2 separate regions of the Mus musculus genome follow, and region 1 is linked to region 2. The links are chromatin contacts, called in public promoter capture Hi-C maps. All regions are on one chromosome and are shown on one strand. The core of a region is the stretch at or near the end of the contact, and the rest is flanking DNA. Distances in the headings are between cores, read along the strand shown. Region 1 holds the start of Sult1d1 (sulfotransferase family 1D, member 1). Region 2 holds the start of Ugt2b37 (UDP glucuronosyltransferase 2 family, polypeptide B37).

Region 1 (7,255 bases), core at 1,452-3,951, 310 kb after region 2:
AGGCAAGAAAATAAACTGGACAGATAAACATTTATTTTCATCCATACCATTCATACACAGCATATTACTATACCTCATTTGTATATCAATAGCATATGCTAAAGTAAATATTTTCAAGATGTACAGAAAAGGTGCAACACTTGAATTTAGGAGAACACTGTAAGAAATGGGGCTATCAGTCCATTCTAAGTCCCAGAATGACATAGTTCTCCTTAGATCAATAACAAAAGATGGCCTAAATTACAATGCCCTTCCTTTAAATTTCAAGGTAAACTGGTAAATTGTTTAAATTAGACCTGACAGGCTACAAATTAAGAGAAAATGTATATGTGGGTTATGAGCAAGATTTAACAGAGAAAATAGAAATCTTAAATAAAACACCAATGAACATGCCAAATGCACAGGGAAAGGCTCGCAGGTCCTCATCCCTACACAAAGAACTATAGGCTGTTGAGTAAAACTAGGAATGAGAGAAGTGGGCCTTCCCTGGGAAGATCACAGTGATTGTCCAGTGTCAACTGGTCAGCCCTAAATACATACATGCAAGTAACATTATATTGACTTACCTAGTCATACAAATACATGCAATAACAATTGGTAGAATGAGTGGCAGTGGATTTGAAGGACAGCAGGGATGAGTATAAGGGAGGGTTTGGTGGGAAGCAAGGAAAGGGAGAACTAAAATAAAATATCAAGAACAAACAACAACAAAAGGATAAAAGAAAGAAAATAAGCTTAAGGTTAGGCTATTGAGGATGCATTGCACATCTTTTCCTAAACTTTGAAACACTCATGATGATGACCCTGTTTTACTTTTTTCAACAGGATTCTAGATGAAGGAAGGCACCTCTCTTTTTTCTCTTACCTGTTATGGGTAAGGGAAGAACTTGAAATCTACCATTAATCATACTCCTGCCTCCAATTTAGCATGAGCTGAGGGATTCTGTTATTTCCTCAAAAATCTAGCTTTAAATTCTAGCTAAACTGAGGAGTTGTATTACTCTTTAAAGAGAATTCCGAACAACTGCCTAACAAGCAGTACCAATATTAAGCTTTCTAAGAGATCCCTAGGAATTAGTACTGTAGTAGTTTGAATATGCTCATCCCAGGGAGTAAGTGGCATTATTAGGAGGTGTGGCCTTGTTGGAGTGGGTGTGACTTTATTGGGGGAAGTGTGTCACTGTGAGTGTAGGTTTTGAGAGGACAGGATAGGCCATTGGTGAAGGTACAACCTCACCCAGGACAAATGGGGTCATGAAAAGGAGTTGAGGCTTGGCACCATGAAGAGAGCCTTTCTGAAGCTATTGGTGAAGCCTAATTGCAGTGGAAGACTCCAGGAAAAAAAAGAATAAAATAACTTTTATTCTTCTATCATACATTCCATCCTAACCATAGTTTCCCCCTTCATCCTTCCCTCCCAGGCTCATCCTAGTTTTCAGCCCAGATCCACTCCTTCATTTCACTTCTGAAAAGGGCAGGCCTCCCAGGGATATGAACTAATCAAGACATATCACGCTCCAATAACACTAGAAACCTCCCCTCATATTAAGGCTGGAGAAAACAACCCAATAGGAGAAAAAGGGTCAACAAAGCAAACAAAAAAGTCAGAAACAATCCTGCTCCCACGGTTAGAAGATCAATAAGAACATTAAGCTATACAAACATAATATGTATGAAGAGCCTAGGTCATAAACATGCACAATTGGAATTCTTTAAAATATATATAGTGTATTATTCAGTTCATACAAGGTTCTTATGTGTCAATTCCAACTATCTCATTTTAGCTAAGGAGCAAAATAACAAGGAAATATTAAGTATTCTTTGGAAATCCTCCCAAAAGTACTTGCTTTCAACAAATGACAGAATTTGGTTAGAGCAAGGTAAGTGTAGGTCCTGTAATGTTAACTATTTTAAATTTGTATTATAAGACTTGGAACAACAAATAATACAAAGTATTACAAGAGAAACTCCAAGTTATGCCAAGGCTCTTGGCAAAGGAAAAACAAAGGTGAAATGGTATGAATTTCTGTTAAGAATCTGGGGAAGAATAAACTGTCTCAACGAGGTTGATTTTACTCATTGTATTCCATAATAATGAGCTTCACACACATATTAAATACAGTATATTAAAAAGCATATGAGATAATTTAGAAAATATAAGCCTACCTTACTAATAATTTAAGTAATATCTTATGCTCTACTTGATTATATAGAAAGTGATATTTCATTTAGAGTGATTTCTAAGTATGAAATTATCATAAGATAATTTAGGTACTGCTCTTTAAACCTTGTGGAATATCTGTGATTTGATCAGTATCTGACAATCACAGAACACAGAACAAGGACTTTCTTAGATCACAAAAGGATGTTTTATAATTTTTCGATCTTTTAAGTATTACATATAAATTTAATAATCCATATTTTCAAAATCTACACCTTAAAAAGTCACAGCTGATATATTTATGGAAGAAACACAACCAAGTTTATCTTACCTTTAAATTCTCGGAGCTTTAAATGAGTTTTCTCAGATGAAGAATCAGAACCGAAAAGTCTTTAAAAGGATGATGTCCCTGGGTAGCTCACAACGTAATGTGAGAAAGAAATTAAGTTGTGGTAAGCTTAAGAAATGATGAACAATGTTCATTTCCCTAAGGCCGCTCCCCTGTTTACCTACTGAAAATGCCCCATGAGTATAAACTCCCCAGGGTGATAATTATAAGACTTTAGGCACACCTCCATGTTTTGCGTGTTGTTAACAGCTACTCTTAGTCAATTATTAACTGATCAGTGGACTATAGTCTCCTGAACCTACTGGTGAACTGTGTTAAACCTAAAGATGTTTTTTTTTGTCCCATAGAAATCAAAATAAATATCAAACTCACGACAATCAACACATTATTCTCTTAGACAGTGTTATATTCCTAGTACATAAATCTTTTGCATGGATCTGATTTATATTATTTGTCAAAAAGTAAATATTAAAAATGATCACTCAAGTTTCTTTCATTTCTAATGTTATGTTCTTAGTAATGCTAATGTTCTTTGAAGAACAGATTACATGTTTTAATAAACCACTGTGGTAGAAACAAGAAAACGAGTACATGATTAGAATATTCTTATATTTCTAGAATATTTGTCAGAAAGCAATTTATTAAAATGGTAGCTAAATTATAAAAAAAATGAGATAGCATTTGTGAAAGTTAGTTTATGTAAATTTAAAGTAAGACAGTCATTACCCTCACTTTTCATGCAACCTTTAGTGGCTCATCCCTGTGACAAAATGTTTCAATCACACTGGTTTGACAATTGATTTTATATGTAAGAAAAAAAATCAAGTTTCGTCCAACTACATTAGATTTCCGTTAGGAAAATATTGTTATGAAATACTCTGGAATACCAGCCATCCTATTCTACTTATTTCGCCTATTTTCACAAACACAAAATATAATGCCAGAGAGGATATAGAGGAAAATACATTTAAATACTTGTAGTCTGTGGGAAATCTAAATTAATATAGTCAGTATGGAAAATATAAAAGATATATGTCCAGGATATATATATATATATATATATATATATCCCAAGGAAAAAACACTAGCACATTAAAAAACTAGCCATATTAATGTGTTTGATAGAGTTTTATTTGCAGTAGAGATAAATACAGAATCAACCTAGATGTTCAACATCATTAAACAAAACAAATTGTGTGTACATGCATGTGTATATACAATGGAATGCTATTAAGCTTTACAAAATAATAAAATTCTATCAGTTGTAGAAAATGAATAAAACTGAATTGAGATGAATATGGAATAGTTCTAACTGGAGATTAGAAGGCTGGTAGTACAAGCAGTAAAGGACATTTACATAACAGGTATTGACACACAGAAGAACTAAGTTCAGGTGTTCTGTACTCCAATTGACCACTTTACCACAGTATTGTATTGCATAATTAATAAAGATCTAAAACATCCAAAGAATAATGAAAGAGAAAATGCTGTCTCTATAATTGAATCACAGCACAAACCATGCAGGTAACTAAATAATGTATTTTATTACTACAAATAAACAATATATATTTCAATAATATTGAAAACAATAATTACAAAGTGTTACCAAAATTGATAGGCATAAAACACCAATATATATCAAGGCAATGCTAGATGGAAAGTATTCTTATTTAATTTAACCATATAATCTGTTTGAATATATCTTATTTTCATTTACTTTTTTTTTCTGTCAAATGCTAACATTTGAGATAATTCCCATATGTGGATATCTGTAGTTAGCCCTTCCAGCTTTTGGCACCTTGACGGATAGTTTCATTCATGTGTCTATAATTTAAGGGACTCAGAGAATTTCTTAGAATTGATAGGGCTGTAATAAAGCACCAGGACCAAAAGCAACTTAGAAAGAAAAGGATTTATTTTTTTCTTAGAACTTGTAGTAACCCAATGAAGTCAGAACAGGAACTCAAGGCAGGAACCAGGAGACAGCAACTGCCATAGAGCTTAGGAAGAAGTACTGCTTATTGGCTTACTCATGTCTTGGACAGGCTGCTTCCTTAGAGCAATTTGGATGACCAGCCCAAAAATGGCCCACCTACAATGAGTTGTCATCAGCAAAATGCACCCGGGTTGTTCCACAGTCTAATCCACTGGGGGCTGTTTTCCCAATAGAGGGTCCTCTTCACAGGTAAGGCCACTTTGTCATTATGACAGAATGAGAAGAACACTAGCAAAGAAACAGGAGAGGAGTGTAGTCTTTCTTATGGAGAGTCTCAAGCAGACCACTTGTTCACGCCTACTTTCAAGTACATGGTAAACATCTTACTACATTTCAGACAAAAAAAAAAAAAAAAAAGCCCAAAATATGAAAATTAAACAGAATTATTTTCAATCACATTTCAGTTTTCTTTTTTAGCTATCTCTGAGAAACACAGTTTAAGTTTTCATATCTAGATAAAATCTTACAGTCATTACATTGATGTTTAATAATTAAATGATTTATAAGTAAATATAATAGACACTTCTGTGGTATATATTCATAAAAGCTAGGATGTTGGTAATTTATTTATAATTACTCACTTGAGAATTATCCAGATTGAAAAATCTGGAAATGCCAGTTGGCCCAGCCTACTTTGCCTGACATCTATATCAGCCTAATTATTCTGCACTTAATATCCAGTAAGATAAAATGCACGCACTGTACATAATAAAACTGGCCTTAGATTTCTCAGAGAAACAGAGAATTTCCTTGCAGAAAACACTTGCGTTTGAAACAGTCTGAAATATGCAGCTTTTGATGGGGAACAAGACCTTGCCATCTTGTTAAAGGCTTTTGAAAGCAACTTAGAAGTGACATTTGAACTTAGTTGCAAAGGCTCTTTTAGAATGATGTAAGTTAATTTTTAGAAAAGAAGGCTAAATTGCTCTTAGTTTCAAAGAATAAATACATATATTTACTAACATCCCAGGAATAATGGGACTAGGGAAATGGTTTAGTGGTTTAAAAACCAAACAAACAAAAACTCTTTGCTTTTGCATAGGAGTAAGGTTCACTGCCCAGCACCCATGTGGCAGCTCACAAAATTCTGTAACTGCTATTCTTGGGGATCCAGGGTTCTTTTCTGGCTGCTCTAGCTCAGGCACACAATTGGTAACAGATATACATGTACAAAAAAAAATATATATATATACATATATATGTGTGTGTGTGTGTGTGTGTATATATATATATATATACATATATATAAGTGAATAACATATATATAATTCACATATACGTATATATAGTAGACTCATAAAATGAAAGACTTATGAAGATCAAAAAAGAACTGAGTCTTTTAAAAAGTTATATAAAGCCTCTTTGGTATTTGAGAATGTAGATATTACATGAAAGTACTAAATGACTTTAAACCAACATCCCAACTTGATGTTATATTGGAAATGCAGTGATTTTTAACTTCATGATAGCTAATGCATGCTGATAGCTGACATATTACATTTCATAAAGATAGAAATCTAATTTCAGACCATTATTAGACACTGATTTCAAATTTTTAACTATACAAATTTTCATATAACCAAGAAAAACAGTTGTGTCCTTATTTGAAAAATAGTAATTGTGCAGCATTTACCCACAGACAAAAATTTATGATTATTAATCAAAAATGTCCATTGAGTTAGTACACTGGCTTTACTTTCTCATATTTTTGCTTTAAAGTACATCTAAACTCTTGCATTTAAAACATTCCGATGGCTACCATAAGTAGGGCAGCACACATCTTCCAGAAGAGTTTGTTCTGTGTCACCTGGTTACCATGATGCTTCGATATTAAAGTGAATCTAAGGAGAAAGAAATGAATAGAAAGAACTGAATAAATCCTTACAGGGACAGGGACAGGGAGGGGCACTTAAAAAATCTTTTAGGAGTATCATTTAGAAAATGAGAAATCTCCTGAAACTCAAGAACCATCACCATAGTTTTTTACCCTATGACAAAACAAAACAGAACCCCTATGTATGTAAAATATACCAAATAACCAAAATATTCTACAAAGCAGCGTGAACCTCCTCTCCATGGCAAATGTGCTCGACTAGTGTTGGCACCGTTTTTGATTGTAGAGAGTTCTGAGGACAAGACAGAAGCCAGCTTGTTTTGATTACTCTTGCCTAACTCTCCTTTCTGTTTCCAACCACAGTTTACAGGGCTCAGCCCACTAGTTCCCTACATGTGAACATTCCCCTGGAGTGAACAGAAATACTGAAAAGACGAAAACGAATACACTTCAATATTACTTTCCTCTCTACATCCTTAAAGTTTAGTAGCGAAGCCTACTTCAATAGAACTTTAGTTATTACAATTTACCTTTCTCTTTACAGGTAGAAAATCTAGAAGTAGGGTTTCGAAATGTTTTCTTATCTTGTTAGTAAAATAAAAATAAAGGGGAAGAATATTTCAGGTTTCGGTTTCCTGTTTTCTCAGTTGAATGTTATGTTGTTCAAACAACAGACATTGTAAATTACTTACCACCAAACACTTCTTAATAAGAACTGGAGGTCTAGACTGTGTTTCTACAGAAACTAGTTAATGGAAGCCTCGTTCTCTGAATTGCTTTGAGCAGAGGAGCCTGCGCACTAATAATTGGTTTAAAGTTGTTTACTACTCTGTACAAAGCCGGTTGCTGTTTCAAGTTTGAAAGGCTCGGGAGAAGGTGCTGTGGATGTTTGCTATAATAGTAGGTAGGACAACC
Region 2 (6,929 bases), core at 1,138-3,637:
TTAAGAAGCTCGCATTTTTTTCCTCTCCAAATCTTCAAAAAAACAAAACCAAACTATGTAAATATAAACACACATTCCATGACCAAAACTGTCAAATGCTGTGTATCCTGGTCAGAATCCTCAGGGTCATGATAGTTTATAGCTAGTTTTTATTCCTTTCAGGGAGATGTAAGATTTATAAATGACTGAATTTAGCCAGGAGTGGTGGTGCACGCCTTTAATCCCAGCACTCGTGAGGCAGAGGTGGGCAGATTTCTGAGTTTGAGACCAACATGGTCTACAAAGTGAGTTTCAGGACAACTGGGACTATACAGAGAAACCCTGTCTCGAAAAACCAAGAAAGAAAGAAAGAAAGAAAGAAAGAAAGAAAGAAAGAAAGAAAGAAAGAAAGAAAGAAAGAAAGAAAGAAAGGAAGGAAGGAAGGAAGGAAGGAAGGAAGGAAGGAAGGAAGAAAGAGGTTAATAATTCTAGTATTATTTCATATTGAGTTATTTAATAATACTTACACTATAAAGCAATCTCAATACATCCAGAATTATGAGAATAGGAAATTGTGGCTAGTCTTATCTGTGGTACATTTTTAAGAGAAAAAAAAAAAAAGTGAATTCAGAAAATATAGCATGTGGGTCCGGGTCCCTGTAGAATTTAGGCATTTGCAATTGAATTTAGGAAAGGACCCAATAAGGAAATGTGGGGACTGGTAGAAATATCTGTTCCACTTTTTTTTTGGGGGGGGGGGTTCGAGACAGGGTTTCTCTGTGTTTCCCTGGCTATCCTGGAACTCACTCTGTAGACTAGGCTGGCCTCTAATTCAGAAATTCGCCTGCCTCTGCCTCCAAGAGATTAAAGGCGTGGGCCACCGCGCCTGGCTCTGTTCCACTTTTAAACTTCAGAAATAATGTAATAGTTTTCAAGATGTGGGGGATTTTATAGTTATATACAAAGAAAATATTTTATGTTTTATCTTTTCATTTATAGGTATGTGTGTCTTCATGAGTATATGTTAAGTTTATGCCAGTGCCTGTGGATATGATAAAGGACAGCAGTTCTCTTGAAGGTGAAGTTACAGGCAATTTTGAGCCATTGTATATGAGTGGTCCCAGGAAAAGAGCTCTGGCACAGAGCTCTGTACAGAAACAATCTTAAATCTTTGGCCATGTTTTCTGACCCTACATTTTCATTTTAAATAAATACACTGGCCTAGGCAAGAGGAAATAACTTATTCAATGTGTGTATGTATATATATATATATATATATGTATATATATATATATATATATATAACAAAATATGCCATTCTTGAATCTCCATTAATCAAGATTAATTGGTAACTGCTTAGTGACTTATTAAAATAGAAGAAAACATTTCAGTATATGGGTAAAGAATCATTTAGGGACCATCTAATTTCATCTCTATGTAATTGTATAGCTAACCGAAATGTCTTCTATCAGTACTGATACCGATACCTTCTCCTATTTGATCAAATATATGAGCATTTACAAGAGCTTGTGACTTTGATAGTTTATATCATTATACATTTGATCACTTATAAAGGACTCTTACACTTTCTATTTCATGGACATAAAGATTTACACACTTGTGAAACTTAGGTATTCAAGCAACTTAGAAAAAAAAATGTAACTTACCCAAATATTCAGTGTAAAATGAATCCCATTTCTTATCATTAGGCATCTGGAACCAAAAGTCAAAATAAAGCATGCATATCATATTTTTTACTCTCTCTATGAATGTCATTTGTCCACCTAATCCTGACAGAATAACAGGCACATAAGAGGGAGGTAGTAGAAATCTTCCACTGGATTTTTCAATTCTGTAACCTGCAGTGAAGCGAAGACTGTACAGAAAAGGTATGTGGAGCAATTCAGCGATTAGCTCCCCACCAAAAGCAACAGGATCTGACAAAAGGACATCAAACTTTGATTCCTGTAGCTTTGTCATGAGCTGTCTGTTTGAAACGACATCTTTACAAAGACTTAGATAATAACCAGATAATTCATCAAACATATTTTGCATTAAAGGAGAATATGACAAACATGTATCTCTTGACAACTCATAAGTCCACACATTCAAAAGCTGTATGAAAAAATTTTCCAGATCATCTTTAGTGACAGATGTAGGAAAAGTTTCAAACTTAAGGCCAGGTGATTTTTTGGGATCAAGAACATAGTAAGCTGAAGGTCTCAGAACAGTGACTTCATGGCCCCTCTGTACCAGTTCATCCAGTATTATTTTTATGTTCATCCAATGACTGAATTCCATCGGCCACACCAACACTTTCCCACATTTCACAGATCTGAAGCAGCAACTTATCTGCAGCAGCAACAGAGCAGAAATCCACTTTCCAGGCATCCTGAAAATCAAAATCCTTCTCTTCACAGTTCATTTGCTTCTGTCACTGCTTGACCTTTTATCCAAGAAGCTTCAGCCCAGAGGTTAAACTATAACTTGCATTTCCCAGAGCTGATAATTAAAAGACCAGAACTAAGGTTTTGGGAAAAGAATCGAAGAATGATTTCAATTATTCCCTGTTTACATGAGAGTGAGTCACGTCTCTTATGATGGCATGTTTTCAAATAGCCAAGAAATAATGATGTCATGTTCAATTATTAATGGGATATTAGAATATTCTAAGATGTCTCACAAAACTAGTGACATCATAATATGGCTGATCTCTGAATTCTCCTCTATATGGCCTTGAAAGCTTATTAATTTACATAGTTGAATGTCATGATGACTCTTCCCTTTCCTTTAATGTGACCAATTATTCTGACTAAATCATGGACTGTTCTAATAATCAATCCAATATTAGAAATAACAGACTTCATTTAAAAGGCTGGTTCTAGACAGTTTTAGAGACATATTTGAAAGTTAGCTACAGTTTTCTATGATGATATGTTAACAATAGATGGGGACAGGTTATAGCAAATATTAAGGTTAGGTTAGCTACTAAAGGTCGTGCTTCATTTCAATATATATGTGTCATGCCATTAACTTATAATGCAACCATTAATTGGGGAAAGACTAAGGCTCATTTGCAGGGAGTGTGGAAAAATACAGATATTTCACATATTATACAGCAATTAAAGATAGAAATTTCAGATATTAACAGAAGTCCTTTGGATAAATAGAACATTGAGAAATTAGCCAGAGATTTAAAAAATAATCTATTTGTATTAAATCCCTTAGATTGGGTTAAGTATATAATCTTGCATGCTATTATAATTGACATTATTTTATTAGTAATCATTGTGTTTCCACTTATCTTTAGAGTTCTTCTGAGATTGAGGTGGGACATTCTGAAACTTCATCTAAAAGATATAAAGTGGGAAATGCTATACACACACCAGTGAAGACTGCATGGCAGCCCCAAAAACTTCGATGAGTCCCAAGGCAGAAAAGTTTTATGGAAACTTAGGGCCCTGGAGCCTTGGCATCCTGTAACACAAATGTTCCAACTTGTCCCTGCATTAGTTGGTGAATGGATCTGTGTACTTTCTTTCAGTATTGTTTTATTATAGGTACCTCTGAGAAATAATGTGTCAAATACCTAAGCTAGACTGAACTTTGCTTCCTGGCCTTCACCAATGTCCTCGGAGTCCTGGAGTCAACCCTGGGCTTGGAATTTCGTAAGAGTGTTCCTCATTCAGATGAAATGTCCCAGTGTTGACAGTTAGTAAACAGGCATCTCACAGTTTTTCAAATAGGAGTTAGTAATCTCAGGGCAAGTTGAAAATAGTAAACTTAGAATCCTCCCTACAGTCAGGTATGGTAGACTACATTGCATATTAAACTGACGTTGGTGAGTTCTTCTGACAAAAGGATATTCCATACAGACCCTTACTCCCATATGCAAGAATTTACAATAACCTAGGAAGAAGGAGGGTTGTGGTTTAAGGAGGAACTACATTATTGCTTTATTCATGAAAATGTCAGCATGAGCAGAATCCCCCTGGTGCAAGCATTCACAAGGCTCAGAGGAATAGCATAAATTGTGACTAAGGTGTGAAATCCTCACCTGGCTCCTGTCAATAACAAATTTTTAGAAGGGGCTGATCATATCTCAATTGTAAACACTGCCTGGTTCCTGTCAGACTTTTTGTATACAGTTTTTATTTTTACATTTTATCTGTTTTGTGTCAGATAACTTCGATGTACCTTGGTTAATGTGTAACCTAACTTCTTAGTTTTCTTCTGTAATATAAATCTGATGCTCATTTTGAAACATTACATTCAGATCAACACTCCCTTGTGTTCATGCCTATTTGTCATCCCACCTACTTCTTGTTCACCTGATTACTGAAATCCTGGTTCCCTGCGAGTTGATAAACCAATTGAGTCCAGTCCACAGCACATAATGAATGAAAAATGTTTGAATCTGTGTTGATCCATTTAGTCATGAAATCCAATTCTGTAATATAAGTGTATGACAAGTATTTTGTGGTATATTTGTAGTAAACCATAAACAGCCTGACAACAAGTCTGTAAGAATTTCATGAGACATAGTTATCTCATTCAGTTCTCTCTTCAGCAAAGTCAGAAAAGCATGAAAATTAAAACAGATATTTCACTGGCCTCTTCAATATAGTACCAAAGCATAAAGGGATATGTTGAGATTCCACAACATTGATGTGGTGGCTAAAATTTTCTGAACACCGAAGAACTGTTGCACATACAAATCCCAGTAATAATGACTGTATGCTCAAAACATGCCCAAGATTGAAGACCATAGCCCATAGAGACACATGAATTCCCATCCCTTCCTGAGGAGTTATTGACAGGTGATTGCTACTATGGATGAAGTCAGGAGCTTCAGAATGAGAGGTCTAGCCATTACTCAGGATATGGCTTTATACTATTGTGGTAAATATTTAATGGGGGAATTTCTACCTATACTTGATCATTCCATTCAGTTCCCAAATAAAAGATACAAAGCCTTTATAATTAAAATTAACCTTAATAGTACTTGAGGTGGGCAGGTATCAACCCTCTCTTCCATTGTAACTACATCTTTGTCAATAAGCCTGAGTTATAACTTGGCAATTTCCATTTGGGCTGCTTCTTTTCCAACTGGTTGGCCTTCATCATCATTTTCTCATGGTTCAACTAACCCATAACATCTTTTGTTCTCCTCTGCTCTCCTCTGCTCTCCTCTGCTCTCCTCTGCTCTCCTCTGCTCTCCTCTGCTCTCCTCTGCTCTCCTCTGCTCTCCTCTGCTCTCCTCTGCTCTCCTCTGCTCTCCTCTCCTCTCCTCTCCTCTCCTCTCCTCTCTCCCCCTCTACCACCACTACCTCCTCCCCCCCCTCCTCCTCCTCCTCCTCCTCCACCTCCTCCTCCTCCTCATGGTCTTTACTTCAGACCTAAGTCTGTGTATCGAATTTATGCCTACCTCCTCTGCCCATCAGTAGGCATCTTTTTGATGAATCATGAATAACTTGTTATATAGGGCAAAGTTACATAGCATCACTTGTTGTATGTGAGGAACTCCTTGTACCTGGGAACAAAGAGAACTTGGGGTCTACTATTTAGTACTACAATACAAGGCAACAAAACAAACCTTAACATTATTCCTAGCCACATGCTTGCAAGACTAAGTACACTCAATTTGGTTTAAAAAATACATATCAAATTGGAAATAAAAAGTGGTGGGGTATAGTAGGAAAAAGGGAGGGTAAGTCAGAGCTGGTGATTTGACCAAAACATGTTATAGGCATATCTGTCATTCTGAACAATAAAATAACTGTCTTTTAAAAGTAAACTGAACACAAGGCAGCTACAATCTTGACTCTGAAATCAAATAAGAATGAACATGAGCTTAACCTGGTATGTGAGAGTATGCAGGGACTCATAGCAGCTTTTTGTCACACTCTATGGGAGAAGACCTTTTCTTTCAGTGTCTGTGTGACTGATTTGGTGGGATTCACGGTCAGCACACAACTCCATTTTACTAGAGGAAAAAAAAAACAATATATATCTTTTTTCCTCTATCTCCTGATCCTCCTGCATAGATCAGGAGATGTCTTGTAAAGTAGCTGACCAACTATCCCATGGCTCCTGTATCTTAGATCACTCTACCCTAAAATCGTATTATCTTGCCATGTGTACATTCACAACAGTGAGAAGCACATGGGAAATCACTCTATGTGTTTTACTCAGTAGAATCATTTGTAAGATAACTTAATGAATATGCCCTCTCCTGTTATCATTATATAATCCATTGAATAATTTAAAAATGTCATCATGTCCTTACCTATTATTCCTCATCTTCTGAAAAAACTACAAATTATCTTCTTTGGAAATTCTTGCATAAACTGAGCCCAGTTATTATCTCTATAATGCTTTAGGTATTTTTTAATTAATTAAAGTTAATAATTAAAGATTATCAATCACACACTTTTACATATAAAATCAATACAGTACACCTATAGACCAATCATGACAGTGATGCAAAATTTATTAAATAACAAGACATTTGTCTCTAAAAGAAAATTGAACTGTCAACCAACAGACTGCTAAGAGTAAAATTGATGTACTTCATTATAAGAATTTCAAAATTGGAAAATGTTAGCCAATTTTGCTTTACTAGGAAATACTGTTGAGCATCTTGACAAAATTAGAAAGGAGGTACACATACTGAAAGGTTTTTCTCAAGATATGCATCTCAGTATAAAGAATCAAATATATACATGGAAATAGCTACTCAGTCAACAATATAAAGTTAGAGTAGCAAGTCTTTTTGAGGTGCTTATTTTTAAATTAAAAATAGATTATTTTTCATATAATGTATCCTGATAATAGTTTCCCCTCCCTCTACTCCTTCCATCTCTCTCTCCTCCTCCCCCCTCTTGATCTACCTCCTCTCTGTCTCTCATTAGAAAAAACAGCAGGATTCTAAGAGATAACAACCAAAC

The links. Promoter capture Hi-C pulls out the DNA fragments that hold promoters and counts their contacts.
Region 1: a promoter capture Hi-C map of pre-B cells shows a contact between it and region 2, with 2.5 times the contacts expected there. The contact joins the promoter of Sult1d1 here to the promoter of Ugt2b37 in region 2. A contact is called at or near these places in 2 of 39 promoter capture datasets (liver and pre-B cells).

Annotation. Positions count from the first base shown.
Region 1 is chr5:87,566,305-87,573,559 of GRCm38.p6, forward strand. It overlaps Sult1d1 (sulfotransferase family 1D, member 1), which reads right to left and starts at 2,702. Exons shown (of 8, transcript NM_016771.3): 1 at 2,493-2,702.
Region 2 is chr5:87,252,401-87,259,329 of GRCm38.p6, forward strand. It overlaps Ugt2b37 (UDP glucuronosyltransferase 2 family, polypeptide B37), which reads right to left and starts at 2,388. Exons shown (of 6, transcript NM_053215.3): 1 at 1,647-2,388. The coding sequence starts at 2,370.